Regions from separate parts of the Mus musculus genome. Here region 2 is linked to region 1. A link is a contact called in public HiChIP or PLAC-seq data. All regions are on one chromosome and are shown on one strand. Each heading gives the region's core, a stretch centred on a gene start, on an enhancer-like site or on the middle of the called end of the contact. The rest is flanking DNA. Distances are from core to core; before and after follow the strand shown. Region 1 overlaps Dad1 (defender against cell death 1). Region 2 overlaps Slc7a8 (solute carrier family 7 (cationic amino acid transporter, y+ system), member 8).

Region 1 (6,616 bases), core at 1,299-3,798:
GGGCCAGGAAGGTGAGTGGCTGGTGGAGAGTTAGGATTGGTAAGTCAAGAGCTGGCTGCCAGTCTCCAGCACCTCAACGGCCTTTTTTTCCTTTTCTTTTTGTGAGCTTGGAATTTCTGTGTGAGCATAGTCCTTCTAGAGGCTACTCTCATACAACGCTTGTGAAACATTGGCCATGTTCTGGTTATTGTAGCCTGGGATGTAACACTGAGATGCACTTAGGAGTGCGGCAGCTGTCATGTGGGTTGAGAGTTTAGATGGAAGGATTTGGGACATGACACACCTTTGTGCTTCTTTCAGGCTCACTCTTTGACGTCCCCTGGATCAGCATTCTTGAGCTGGCAGCTTGTTGCACATGGCTTCTTCAGATTCGTGCTTGACTACGAGTCTCACTGGTTGTGAGGTGGCACGTCCAGAGAACTCCCTTCGCTCTATCGGACCAACTCCACAGTGTACGGCTGTTAACACAGAATCTGCCTCCCCTCACTGTAGCCCTTACTTTCCATATTAAAAACATTTCAGCCTCCAAGTGCCATTCGTTCCTTCATGTTTGTGTGTCCGTTTCCCTCCGCTCAGTGCGCTCTCATGACTTGCTCCCAGCTGTGACTCTTCACCTGTGACCCTTCACCTTTGTTTTCATTAAGTAGTTGTCATTGCTGACAACCTGGAAAATGGCAGTCCTTTGTCCTTTGCTCGGTCAGGCAATCCTTTATTAATCCTTCATTGTCTGGAACGGCACCAGTGAACACTTGTCAGAAACTGACCTGTGTGTTCTTCCTGTTATGTCCGTTTCCATAAGCTTCTGGGAGAGTGAAATACATGTGTGTCTCTTGGGCAGTATAGAACAAGTGCAAAGTGTGTGTGTGTGTGCGTGTGTGTGCGTGTGTGTGTGTGTGTGTGTGGTGAGAGAGAGGTGTGACTGTGACTGCAGGCAGGTGTGTCTGTGTATTGCATTCTGTGTGACTCTGTGTGTACGAGAGGTTGTCTGTGCTGCCTGTGGCATGTGACTGGCGTGTGTGCGCGTGCACGGGTGTTGATTTCTCTCACATTGTTTCCCAAAGCTCCCTCACAAGCCTTGGTCTCACGTCACAGTTGTCTTCAGAGGGTCCAGTTCTCCTGAAGTAGGTCAGGAAATGAAGCTCAGATTTGTGCTTAAGACCATAGGTCTTCACAGGAGATCACTTTAAAGACAAAGCCGGAGTAGAGTAGCGTCTGCTGGCTGAAGTCTAGGCATCCTGTATCCAGTGAGCTCTGTGTCTCTCAGGAGCAGTAAGTTTGCCATATATGGGGAACAGCCCTGTCGTGTTCCCCTGAAGCTGATTACCAAATGACCCGTGCTCCAGAAGCCCTCCCATAGGACTGCACGCTGCCATAGGCTGAGGAACTCACGCTTCTGTTGCCCGGGTCACACTGGATCAAATCAGTCTCGGGTGTAGCTGACTACCCCTATCCTGGATGATTGAGGCTTGCCATTCAGTGGGTAGTCGGCCATTAGTGGTACTGGCCACTGTTGGAGCTGTTGGAAAAGGAGACTCCCAGGCCTTACCCCCAAGCGACAGAAGCAAAGCTTTGCATTTTAACACGGTGCCAGGTGGTGGTGTGCACCCGGAAGTCTGAGATGCCCGCATTTCCAGCTCTGGGTGTATCCTGCAACTACCCGGAAGCTTAACAGAGCTTGAGCCTCTCCATTCTTTATTAGCTCTTTGCTTAGCTAGACATACTCCAGAGTGAGTTAACAAGCCTTTTAGGAATGGTTGGGTTCAATATAATGACAAAACCTGGCAGGGGTCCTGTGGGCCAAGGCCTAGCACTGAGGAGAAGTTCACTAGGATGGCTGAGCGATCAGTGTGCTCGACACTCGTGCAGACATCCTGCAGCTTTCCCCGGAGAAGTGGATGAGGTTTACTTTGGATTCAATAAGCAGATATTTCAGATATGAAAAGCAATCGGACTTTAAGAGCAAAGGAAGACGTCACAACAGTACGCGTGAAGATTTACATTTCTCGCAGTGGCTTAGAGCCACCTGGGCCGGGTACTAGTTTCCAGGCGCAGATCTGCTTTTGTCTCGGGGTTGTGATTTTCCCCTTGGACTAGCCTTGGCGGCAGGCGTAGCTTGTTGTGAGTTTGTACCGTTTACAACAGTACAAACTACTTTCAGGGGTCTTGAGTTCAAATTTGAAAATGCACCATAGGCTTGCTGTAGACTTTAGTTAGCTTGCTCTGTGGCTCTCAGTTCCATACGCACAGAGAGGCTAACCGTGGGTTATTCCTCAACTAGGGAAGGGCCTTCCACAAGGCTCCCCGGGCGGAGGGGTTGGTTTTGCTGACTCAGGTACTGTATGGGCTGAGGGATGGATGTCCTGCTGTTTCCTGCAGCTTCCAGCTCACACCTCCTCTGTGTGTGTGTGTGGGGGGGGGGGTTATTTTTATTTCCTGTGTTCAATCTGTGGGGCTGCAAGCCATTTACCACAACTACTGTACATTGTTCCTTGCTCGGCAGTGGTGGGAAACAGCCCTTTGCACCCTCTGCCTACACACTTCCTGTCACCACGGCATGCAAATGTTCCTCCTGCTTCCTCTCCCGGCAGCCTGCACCTCTGCTCTTTGATCACGTCTGTGATCTTGGCCCACAAAGCGCTCTTGTTATGATTGTTGGAACATACTTGGGGGAAGTGACAGAGATTTGTTCCCTTCTTTGGGAAAGTCAGCAAGCCAGCCAGCATCAGCTAGTTTCCAGCACCTGGAAGCTACTAGCTCAGTTGTAGTTCTGGTGGGTTGTGGACTGGAAGTCTAGGCTAGTGTTTGGGTGCCTCATGACTTAAGATTTATCTTAGGGTTTTCATTGCTGTGATAAAACGCCATGGGGTGGGGTGGGGGGTGGAAGCCCCATGGGAGGAAAGGGTTTGTTTCAGTTTACAGCTGAAATCCATCAGTCGGGGAATCGGGGAAGTCGGGGCAGGAATGCAAGGCAGGAGCTGATGCTCAAACCAGGGGTGAAAGCTGCCTGCTGCCTTACAATACCTTGCTCAGCCTGCTTTCTTATAGCAGGGCCAGCTTGCTCAGGGTGGCACCACCTACAATGGGTTGGGCTTTCCCTCATCAGTTACTAAGAAAATGCCCCCACAGGCTTGCCCATCAATCTGAGGGGGACTTTTTTCAATTGACATCCCTTTTCCCAAATGATTCCAGACTGTCAAACTGACATGAGAACTAGCCAGTATAAGACGATAGCTAATTAAAAAAAAAAAAAATTTTTTTTTCCCCTGGGTATGTGTGGTCCTTTACCTTGAATAAGAACTTTAGTGAGAAAGAAAAAAATGAGAATTTCTGTCAGACTAGACAGAAATATTTTACTTACTTAATTTTGAATTTATAAGTCTGAGCACACATTTTTTTTTTTCCTAATGTGGGCAGCCCGGTATTGTGGAATGTGCTTTGCATGATGTAAAGTGTTGAATTGAGACTGTGTTCCGCTACATATTGTCTTTTGAACCTTAGAGGACCCTCTGTCTGTACAATTCTGTAAATAATTAATTAGGCGCCTGGGCTGTGCCCAGTAGGCATGGGCTATAAAGATAAGAAGCAGCCTCGCTGTCTAGGGGGTGAGTAAACCCACTTATGCCCTGTGTGTCTCGCACAGTATCAAGTGCCTGTTCCCGTCTGCTGTTGAAGTTCTATGATCCCGTGAGGTTCTCTAATCTCACAGGGATGTAGTCTCCTTTCTCCAAGTGGGGAGGTGGAGCGTTGGGTTGCCAGTGTTAGGATGTGAATCTTCTTTCTGACTCAAAGCATTTATTTGCTTTGGATGAGCTAATGACTAATGAGTCTGGGAGCGGTGATGCTTCACGCATCAGCTACAGATTCACTGGCCCTCATGGAAGGCAGCAGAACTGGCATCTCTCACATGATGCTTCCTCCCTCAGCACCATATCCAGCCGGACGGGGTCTTGCCACGGACCTCGCTGGCCAGTGGGAGGAGAGAGGTCTCACTAGGGACCCATTCTTGCTGCTCTCACAGGGATGGACCACTTTGCTTTAAAAAATTAAATATTGCCGGGCGTGGTGGCGCACGCCTTTATTCCCAGCACTCGGGAGGCAGAGGCAGGCGGATTTCTGAGTTCGAGGCCAGCCTGGTCTACAGAGTGAGTTTCAGGACAGCCAGGGCTACACAGAGAAACCCTGCCTGGAAAAAAAAAAAAGAAAGAAAAAAAATTATGTCATTTCCCCCTTCCCTCCTTCTCCCTCTCATCTACTTCCCTCCTCCCAATACTTTCTCAAATTCATGGCCTCTGGCCTTTTTAATTGTGATAGGTGTGTGTATGTTTATGCACACACACACACACACACACACACACACACACACACACACTTATGATTTCAGAGCTGACCATCTGGTGTTGGATAGCTGGTTGGGGGGCTTCTCCCTGGGGAAGAATGTTTCCCACTGTCAGTGTTGCTTGGCTGCTGCGCTCCTTGTTTAGGGTTGGAGAATCCCCCCTCACATTTCTAAGACGCAATCTCAGAGCACACTTCCTGTTTCTCTGGTTCTTACAGTCGTTGTGCCCCCAACCCCCTTCTAAGATGTTCCCTGCGCCTCGGGTGCAGGAGCTGGGTTGTCGATAGATCCGCTGGAGCCGGGCACCCCAGGATCCACGGTCCTCTGCCTCTGACAGGGTGTGGTTTTCTTTCTGTATGCGTGCGTGCGCGTTTGTGAGTGTGTCAGAGGACATCTTGGCAGGAGTCGGTTCTTTCCTTGTACCATGTAGGTACTAAGGTTCAAGCTTGGGTCACCAGGGCGTCACTAGGTGCCTTTGTATACAGAGTCATCTTGTCTTCTGATTTTGCCTTATCACTGAACTTCTGACCCACGGGGCTGGCAAGGTGGCTCAGAGAGTAAAAACCCCTTCTGCGCAGCCCCGGTGATCTGAGATTGACCCCCCCCCCCAGCTTCCACGCAGAGGTAGAGAACTGACTATTGAAGTTCTCTGACCGTCACAGGGCACCGCGCCACACCATCCCCGCCATGAGACTGAGCCTACAGTTTATGCATCTATTATGCTATGTATTCCCTCAGCAGGGGAGCCCTGTCCACCCATGCTCCCTGGAGTGGACAGGGCTCGGGTTTGCCATTCTAATTCAGTCCTAAAGAGGAACCAAGTAAGTGCACACAATCACAGCTGAGTCACTGAAGCAGAATGTCAGAAACTGGTCTGGTTGGGGGCCCTGCCTAGCTGATGGCTGCACCTAGCACTAGGACTTCGTGTTCGCTCTGTTTGGTGGGAAACCAAGGCATTCGGACTAGTCCACCGTGTTTTTTTGTTTGTTTGTTTGTTTTTTGTTTTTGTTTTTTTGTTTTTCGAGACAGGGTTTCTCTGTGTAGCCCTGGCTGTCCTGGAACTCACTCAGGAGACCAGGCTGGCCTCGAACTCAGAAATCCACCTGCCTCTGTCTCCTAAGTGCTGGGATTAAAGGCATGCGCCACCACTGCCCGGCCCACCGTGGTCTTATATAAGCCAGTTCGTATGTTTCCTAAGTTGTCAAAGGGGCAGAGAAATGCGCTGCCTTGGTTCAGGTTTGTAGGATCGAAGGAGGTAATGTTTGCTTTGATGTTGAGCAAGCACACACTATCGTGACTCGGGATTCTAGACGAGGATGTTGCCCGCTCATGTGATATCATTGGAATAACTCAGCCAGGGTCAGCAAGGAGAAGGAAGGATGCCCTAGAGTCGATAAAAATCATGTCTTGCGCCAGGCATGGTGGCGCATGCCTTTAATCCCAGCACTTGGGAGGCAGAGGCAGGTGGATTTCTGAGTTCAAGGCCAGTCTGGTCTACAGAGTGAGTTCCAGGACAGCCAGGGCTACACAGAGAAACCCTGTCTCGAAAAACCAAAAAAAAAAAAAAAAAAAAAAAATCGCGTCTTGCAGTTTTGTTGACCACAGTCTTTTAGGTTTACCTTGGGTATTTCCTGCCCAGACTGACCATGAAACAGACCAGTTGCTCCCACAACCTAAACCATGTTATTTGATCCACTTCACTCTCAAGTTCTGCCAGTCCCATCTTACGTCTGTCTGTGCTTCTTCCATCTGGTGTTTTCTTTATTTTTCCTTGGTTGATAAATTTAATGTGGATGTTTCAGAGAATGGAAGGAACTGGATGGTTTCAAAGTGGATTTCAGGAGGGCTTCAAAACTGGAATCCTGTGGCCTCTCTTTTTGTTTTTGTTTATTTCTGTTTATTTATTTATTTTGGAGACAGGGTTTTTCTGTGTAGCCCTGGCTGTCCTGGAACTCACTCTGTAGACTAGGCTGGCCTTGAACTCAGAAATCAGACTGCCTCTGCCTCCCAAGTACTGGGATTAAAGGCGTGCGCCACCACTGCCCAGCCCTGTGGACTCTGGAAGGGTGGTATGCTCACATTTCCAGGACAAACACACCCTAGGATATTGTAGGACACACTGGCTGGAGGAGGAATGCTTCTCAGAAAACCTGCCTTGAGGGGAGGTGCCTGGAGCGATTGTATCCTGCTACTACTGGCTCAAGGAATCCTACAATCAGGGAAGCCCCTGGGGTGCCAGAGAGGAGGGAAAAAAATGTGTCTCCTCACAGGTGATACAGT
Region 2 (6,616 bases), core at 2,698-5,197, 530 kb before region 1:
CCAGTGAGTGCTACCATTCTCGTGTGCATTTCTCAGCTGTATGTCTCGAAAGGTGCTTGCTTTCCCGTGGATGGAAGGCGTCAACACTTCAGCTACTCCTTGAGAGTACAGCTCCAGGGGTATGGTTAGCATGAAATAATACAGGAACTTCGGGCTGTTTTAAGGAGGCATTTAGGAGCCAGTGTGGTGGTACATACTTGAAATCCTAGCACTTGGGAGGCTGGGCAGCAAGATTGCCACGAGTGTGAGGCTAGCCTGGACTAGATATAGCAAGATCCTGTCTCAAAATTACTTTTTTTTTTTGTCTGAAAGTTTTAAAAGTATTTGGTCCCAGGCCCTGGGAATAGAAGGCTTAGCATAAAAATATTCATGATTTGGATGAGTATACTGTAGAGATCAAAGAATTTTAGAGATAAGGCAGAAAAGGACAGGCTTGCAGATAGTCCTGAGTTTGCAAAATGCTTTCCTATGCATGATCTGTGTGTGTGTGTGTGTGTGTGTGTGTGTGTGTGTGTGTGTGTGTGTGTGTGTGTCGTGTGTGTGTGTGTGACTCTAGGTGGACACATGCATTCCTGAATGGGACTGTGGGCATGTGCACGCCACTATACTTGTGTGGCGTGATCAGCAGACGTCAGTCCAGCTTTTTTATCTTTGTCTCTCTATTGTTGGCCACTGTGTTTACCAGGCTTGCTGGCCCTTCAGACTTCTCAGGATTTTCTTCTCCCCTCCGTCTTCCGTCTCAGGTAGAAGCACCCAGATTACTGCAGATGTGTGGCTTTACAGAGGTTCTGTGGATTCGAACCCAGGTCTTCATGATTTTGTGGCAAGTGTTTTTTACTCACTAAGCCATCTCTTCCACTCTTATGCACAATCTTTGTGACCCTTTTTTATGTCTAGGCGGTGGGGGCCATGAAACAGGGCCTGACATATTCCTGGTATACGCCTGGCATCGTGGAGGGTCCTTGGAGAGCTCAGACGCAAACCTGTGCTCTGGGCTCTCACTCCCAAGGCCATACCCCACTCACTGACACTGGTTCAGAGATGTAGGGATCATTAGTACAATGATGGTCAGGAGTGAGCTACCGCTGTGCAGCCAGCCAGTTGCCTTTCTGTTCTCTTCCTGGATTTGAATGGCTCCCATAGAGATGTGGGTGTCGGCCTCTTTTCTTCATGAAGTTTCTCTTTTGATTTGCTTCTTCTTCCCTTTTCTTTTTTCAAAGCAGTTTTTTTTTTTTTAAAAAAAAAGCTTTATTGTGTGCAGTGTGTACCGCCTATATGGTGCTGAGACTTTGGGACCTGGGTCCTTTGCAAGAACTAGTGCTTGTAACCACTGAATCATCTCTTCAGCCCCATATTTCTGGATTTTTTATTTTTGAGTTTCTCTTTATGTTGTGAAGACTGGCCTGGAACTTGAGATCCTCCTGCCTCAGCATTTCCTGGATAGCTATCCATTGGAACATATCATGTTACATAGTATTATAATCACACTAACACCACTTCTGTCCAGACCGATGTGGTCAGCTATCCTTTCACCTGAATGTCTGCATTCAATCCCTTTTGTTTTGAGACAGGGTTTTACTATGTAGTCTTGGCTAGCCTGGAACTCACTGTGTTGACTAGACTAGCCTCAGACTCATAGCGGTCTGCCTGCCTCTGCCGCCCCGGCGCTGAGATTATAGGTGTGGTCCACCATTCATTCAGTTCTTGAAAGTAGAAGTTGAATCTCACTTTCACATTCCCAGAGGTTTAGCATGTCGTATGAGCTTACTGTGCTTGCTGACTAATAGCAGTCAGTCCAAAAGCAATCAAATGGGAATTGAGAACTCTGTGGTAGAGCCCTTGCCCAACATACACAAGGCCCTAGATTTGGCTTCCACCACTGGGAAGAAGTTACTTGATTCTACTGATACCTAGTGGTTGAAGTAGTTGGGCATGCTGACACACACACTTGTGATACCAGGTGAAGACAGGCCAGACATGGTGGCACACACATTTGATCCCAGCACTTGGGAGGCAGAGGCAGGTAGATCTCTATGAGTTTGAGGCCAGCTTGGTCTACAGAGTGAGTTCTGGGACAGCCAGGGATACATACTGAAACCCTGTCTCAAAGCAAACAAACAAAAAGAAGTGGAGACAGGAGATGAGAAATTAAGGTCATCCCTTGACCACAGATGGAGTTCAGGGCCTCGGTTATGTAAGACTGTCTCAAAAAAAAAATTGTTAAGGCTGGCAAGATACCCCAGTGGGTAAAGGCATTTGCCCAGAGTCTGACAACCTGAGTTCAATCCCCAGTTTACATGTTTGAAGGAAAGATTCAACCCCTTAAATTTGTCCTCTGACCGTTACATGTCACCATAGAAAATGCACAGCTATATACAAGTGCACAGAGGAAAAAGTAAACAAATACTGTTTAAAATACTTAAATCGTCACAGGAATACATTTTGTTATATTTTACGCTAATTTTTTAATTTAAAGATCAGTTATTTTTTATTACCATAGATAATACATTTTTGTGTGTAGCTAAGTAAAACAAAGCCCAACTTTGAATCTGAAAGAGACGTTTGGGATTAGCCAGACATTAACATTGAAGTTTCAGGGACGATGAGAGTTTTTCAACCTTGATGTTATTGCTTCTTGGGCCAGATCCTTCTTTTTATGGGAGATTCTTTGGTCACTGTTGGATCTTTAGCAGTATCCTTGGCCTTGATACTTTAAGTCCCAGAGGTCCCCTCACTCCAGTGTGAAGGCTAGAAGCGTCTCCAGACATTGCCAGTTGTGTCCTGGAGGTAGGAGCAAAATTGTTCCTGGCTTTAACGCACCAAGGAAGATAGAGATGCTGGAGGTACTGAGTGGATCCTGGGTAGGAACCGGTCAGGGCTCAGCTCTGCAGCCCCTGAGGCCACAAGGCTTGTCTTTCAGTGACTGGTGGGTGGTGATTCGCTCCATCTATTTCTCTAAAGAACCATGTATGAACAAGTACTTCCCAATTACCTTTCAAAGCAGGCATGTGGAGAGTGGGCGATCAATAAATACTTCTTGAGATGCAATTACCTGCTGCCCGCCCCACTGCATCATCTAAAATGTATACCTAGACAAATAGACAAATGAATCAGAAGATGCCTCATGGTCTTGGCTGTACAGTGCTGTTTGGTAGCCAAGCCTCCAAAGCCAGTCTGCTGCGTTCATCTCTGGCTGGACTCTGTCTCTACTCTACTACTATAAACGCTCGTAATTAATATTTTTTTTTTTAGCATTTCATGCATTACAGAGTGTCTTACAGAGGTGTAAGCTGCCTTGATCCCCACAGCAAAGTAGGTGGGGTAAGAGCCATTATTCCCATTGTGAACATGAAGGAAATGAGTCTCAGAAAAACTGGAGTCCCGTGGCTTATGAGTGGTGAGGGCTCTGGCTCCTCTGAGTCTAGTGTCCACTGTAGCAAGGAATCCAGCACTGCAGAGTCCTGTGGCACCATCTGCATCTCTAGTCTGCAGGATTTGCAACCAAACAGGGCGTGTGTCGGCATCATAGCATACTCCCACCTCCAGAGAAGCTGTTTGTCCAGTGCTGGTGGGAAAGTGTTTACAGAAGAAGGTACCTGGGGAGCTCACGGGTTTGGGAGTAAGGACCAAAGCCTGATCCCAGGTTCCTGCTTCCACACCGTTCCCCAGGTCTGAAGGCATGGATATTCTCCTACTCACCCATTGGAGAAGTACAAGTCACAGTCACTTCAGGGAGGTGGCCTCAGCTCTGATACCCAGCAGGAAGCTGTGGCTAGACATGAAGTCTTGCATGAGTAAGGAAGGCCAAGGTCTTTTGGATCTAAGGCTGGGCATTACAAGTCTGTAATTTCTCTTCTTAGGAAATTCTTTGAGGGCTACAGCATTCGAGTGTGAACAAGCCTGAGTATGAGTAATGCCGGAATAGGGGGTCACATGCATGAGGAAGTTAGTGATTACGTGCAGCAAGTGAACATTTTCTCCGTTCTGGCCGTTTGCCTATGAAGACTTGCCCACTGCTACAACTTGGCCTCTTTTTTATTGAAATGGTTTACATGGCTTTTCTCTGACAGGACAAGTTTAGCTTAGCCTCATTGTCCAGGCATCCTAAAATCTAGCTTTCACTAAAGATCTAACGATGATTGCGGTGTTAACCAGTGTGGGTGGAAGCAGGGTTAGGACCCTGATCTCAGGCAACTTGGCACTAGCAGGCAGGTGTGCATCACATACTTTTTTGTTTGGTTGGTTTGGTTTTTGAGACAGAGTTTTGCAGGGTTTCTCTGTGTAGCCCTTGCTGTCCCTAGAACTTGCTTTATAGACGAGGCTGGCCTTGAACTTGTAATATCCAAAATGAATTCAAGACCACCCAGTACCTTCCCCCTTCAAAAAGGACTTTCCAAACTGTACTAGCAGGCAAAGTGCAGAGCCAGATAAGGAAGCTGCCTGACTAAACAAATGTAAAAACATAGTTTTAGCGGTCAAAATGATTAAACCTGCAGCTACCAAAATAATATTAGCTGTTCTCAAAAAAATAGCCATAACAAGATTAGCAATTCTCCTGCCCCCCGCCCCACACTGAATTCTGACAAAGACCACACACCACCCTGACCTTGTTGGGAGAATTCCCCTGACGTTAATAGCTGTGACGTTAATGTACTATTACTTTGCTGTCCAAATCATAATAACCCACCATGGGGGCAGGCAAAGTGAGTCACTAGGCCAAAGGGTTACTTAGTCACTATACAAACCAACCAATGACACCAATGAGAACCCTGTTGCTCAAATCTGCCCCTTACAAAGGTATAGAAAGTGTGTTCTTTCTTTGTTCTTGGTCTCTTCTCTGGCCTGTGTGCTGAGAGGAGAGTCCCCAACATGTTGGATCAATAAAAATCCTCATGCGTTTTGCAGCGATGGCAGCGGTCTCTGTGGTCCTTGTGATAAGGGTCTTTTGACGAACTACAACATTTGGTGCTTGGCTGGGAAGACCCTCTTCAGTGGGACACAGAAACCGTACATCGGAGGCAAAGTGGAATCCCTCCCTGCCTGTCTGTATGTCTGTGTGTCTGTCTGTCTTGTTCACTTGTGTGTCCTCCATTAGACCACCTTCTGATTCTGTTTTGCTTTTGGTTTGTCTGGTTTCAGGTCTGGTTTTGGTCCCAAAGGGTTGACTGATTATCTTGGTTTGGTTTTAGGCCGGTCTCAGGTTCTGGGGGCCTTCCCATGGAGAGAGATCCATTTGGGTTGGTCGCAGTGACAGTGAGACGTGCCAAAATGTTGCAGGCCACAACACTGGAGGATGCTCCGGTGTCAAGCTGGGAAGTTGGATCTGAAACAGTCCTTCTCAACCCAGCAGCAGCTAGGGTTCAGTATATGCCTGGAACAGATAGTGTCAGGCTTCTCTGGAAATCGCGTGTAAGACGCCCTGTATTGGTCTTGCTTGTGTTTGTCATTTCTGTGGTACTGTGATTCTATGGTGGTTGCCTGAAAATGGTTTCTGTGTGTGTCTTGTGTGTCTCTTTGTGTTTGGACTTGGACTAACAACTGGCGACTGTTTTTGAGTTATGCCCTCTGGAATAAACCTAAGAATCCTGTCAGGTCACTATGCTGACCACTTCCTTTCAGGTCCTCAGCTGCTCTGCCTCCCACTCCAACTCCAGGGAGCAGCCAGCAGGTCACAGTGGTCCCGCCCATGGACCTAGAACCTAGGGAGGAATGAGCTCAGGAAACCCAGAGCAAAAGAGGGGTGGTCCCTGAGAAGTCAGTGGCCCTGGATGTTGTGGCTGCTGAAGGGGAGATAGAGGAGGCTGTGGGAGTGGCCGGCCAGGAGTGTCCTATGGTGTTCATTGCCCTGGTTGCTTTTCATACTTGCCTAATGGTGTTTCCCTTTCCCCTGCCCCATGGGTTCCCTTCCCTGCCCCATGTGTCTTCTCAGCCCCCCTCTCTCCTGGCCATGAGTCTGTTACTTAGTCACTATACAAACCAATCAATGACACCAATGAGAACCCTGTTGCTCAAATCTGCCCCTTACAAAGGTATAGAAAATGTGTTCTTTCTTTGTTCTTGGCCTCTCCTCTGGCCTGTGTGCTGAGAGGAGAGTCCCCAACATGTTGGATCAATAAAAATCCTCATGCGTTTTGCAGCGATGGCAGCGGTCTCTGTGGTCTTTGTGAGTAAGGGTCTTTTGACGAACTACAACAAATTCAGAGTTCCATCTACCCCTGCCTCCTCAGTGCTGGGACTAAAGGCGAGCACCACCAGGCCCAGCACGCATCACGTTCTTTTTTTTGGGGGGGGGTGTTGTTTTTTGAGACAGGGTTTCTCTGTATAGCCCTGGCTGTCCTGGAACTCACTCTGTAGACCAGACTGGCCTCGAACTCAGAAATCTGCCTGCCTCTGCCTCCCAAGTGCTGGGATTAAAGGTGACACATCACATTCTTAAGTGACCCTCTAAACCAGTGGTTCTTAACTTGTGGGACGGGATCTCTCTAGTGGTCTAACGACCCTTTCACAGTAGTTGTATCAAGTTGTATGAGTGGCCATTGGAAAATACAGATATTTACATCATGATTTGCAATCGTAGCAAAATTACAGTTATGAAGTAGCAACCAAAATAATTTTA

The links. HiChIP or PLAC-seq counts read pairs in DNA pulled down with a chosen protein or histone mark.
Region 2: a contact with region 1 is called in an H3K27ac HiChIP or PLAC-seq map of microglia, with 10 times the contacts expected there. The contact joins two enhancer-like sites. A contact is called at or near these places in 1 of 39 promoter capture datasets (hippocampal neurons) and 1 of 115 datasets of contacts at active chromatin or transcription factors (microglia).

The regions. Positions count from the first base shown.
Region 1 is chr14:54,229,398-54,236,013 of GRCm38.p6, reverse strand. It overlaps Dad1 (defender against cell death 1), which reads left to right. Exons shown (of 3, transcript NM_001113358.1): 3 at 301-529. Among named protein-coding and RNA genes, the nearest start is that of Dad1, 21 kb to the left of the region's middle. Within about 2 kb of position 2,548, at least 138 of the 459 cell types and tissues checked have an H3K27ac peak or open chromatin away from gene starts, as enhancers often do. A contact at or near this core is called in microglia, where this site is marked.
Region 2 is chr14:54,765,757-54,772,372 of GRCm38.p6, reverse strand. The region is part of intron 1 of Slc7a8 (solute carrier family 7 (cationic amino acid transporter, y+ system), member 8); the gene reads left to right. Among named protein-coding and RNA genes, the nearest start is that of Slc7a8, 13 kb to the left of the region's middle. Within about 2 kb of position 3,947, at least 42 of the 459 cell types and tissues checked have an H3K27ac peak or open chromatin away from gene starts, as enhancers often do. A contact at or near this core is called in microglia, where this site is marked.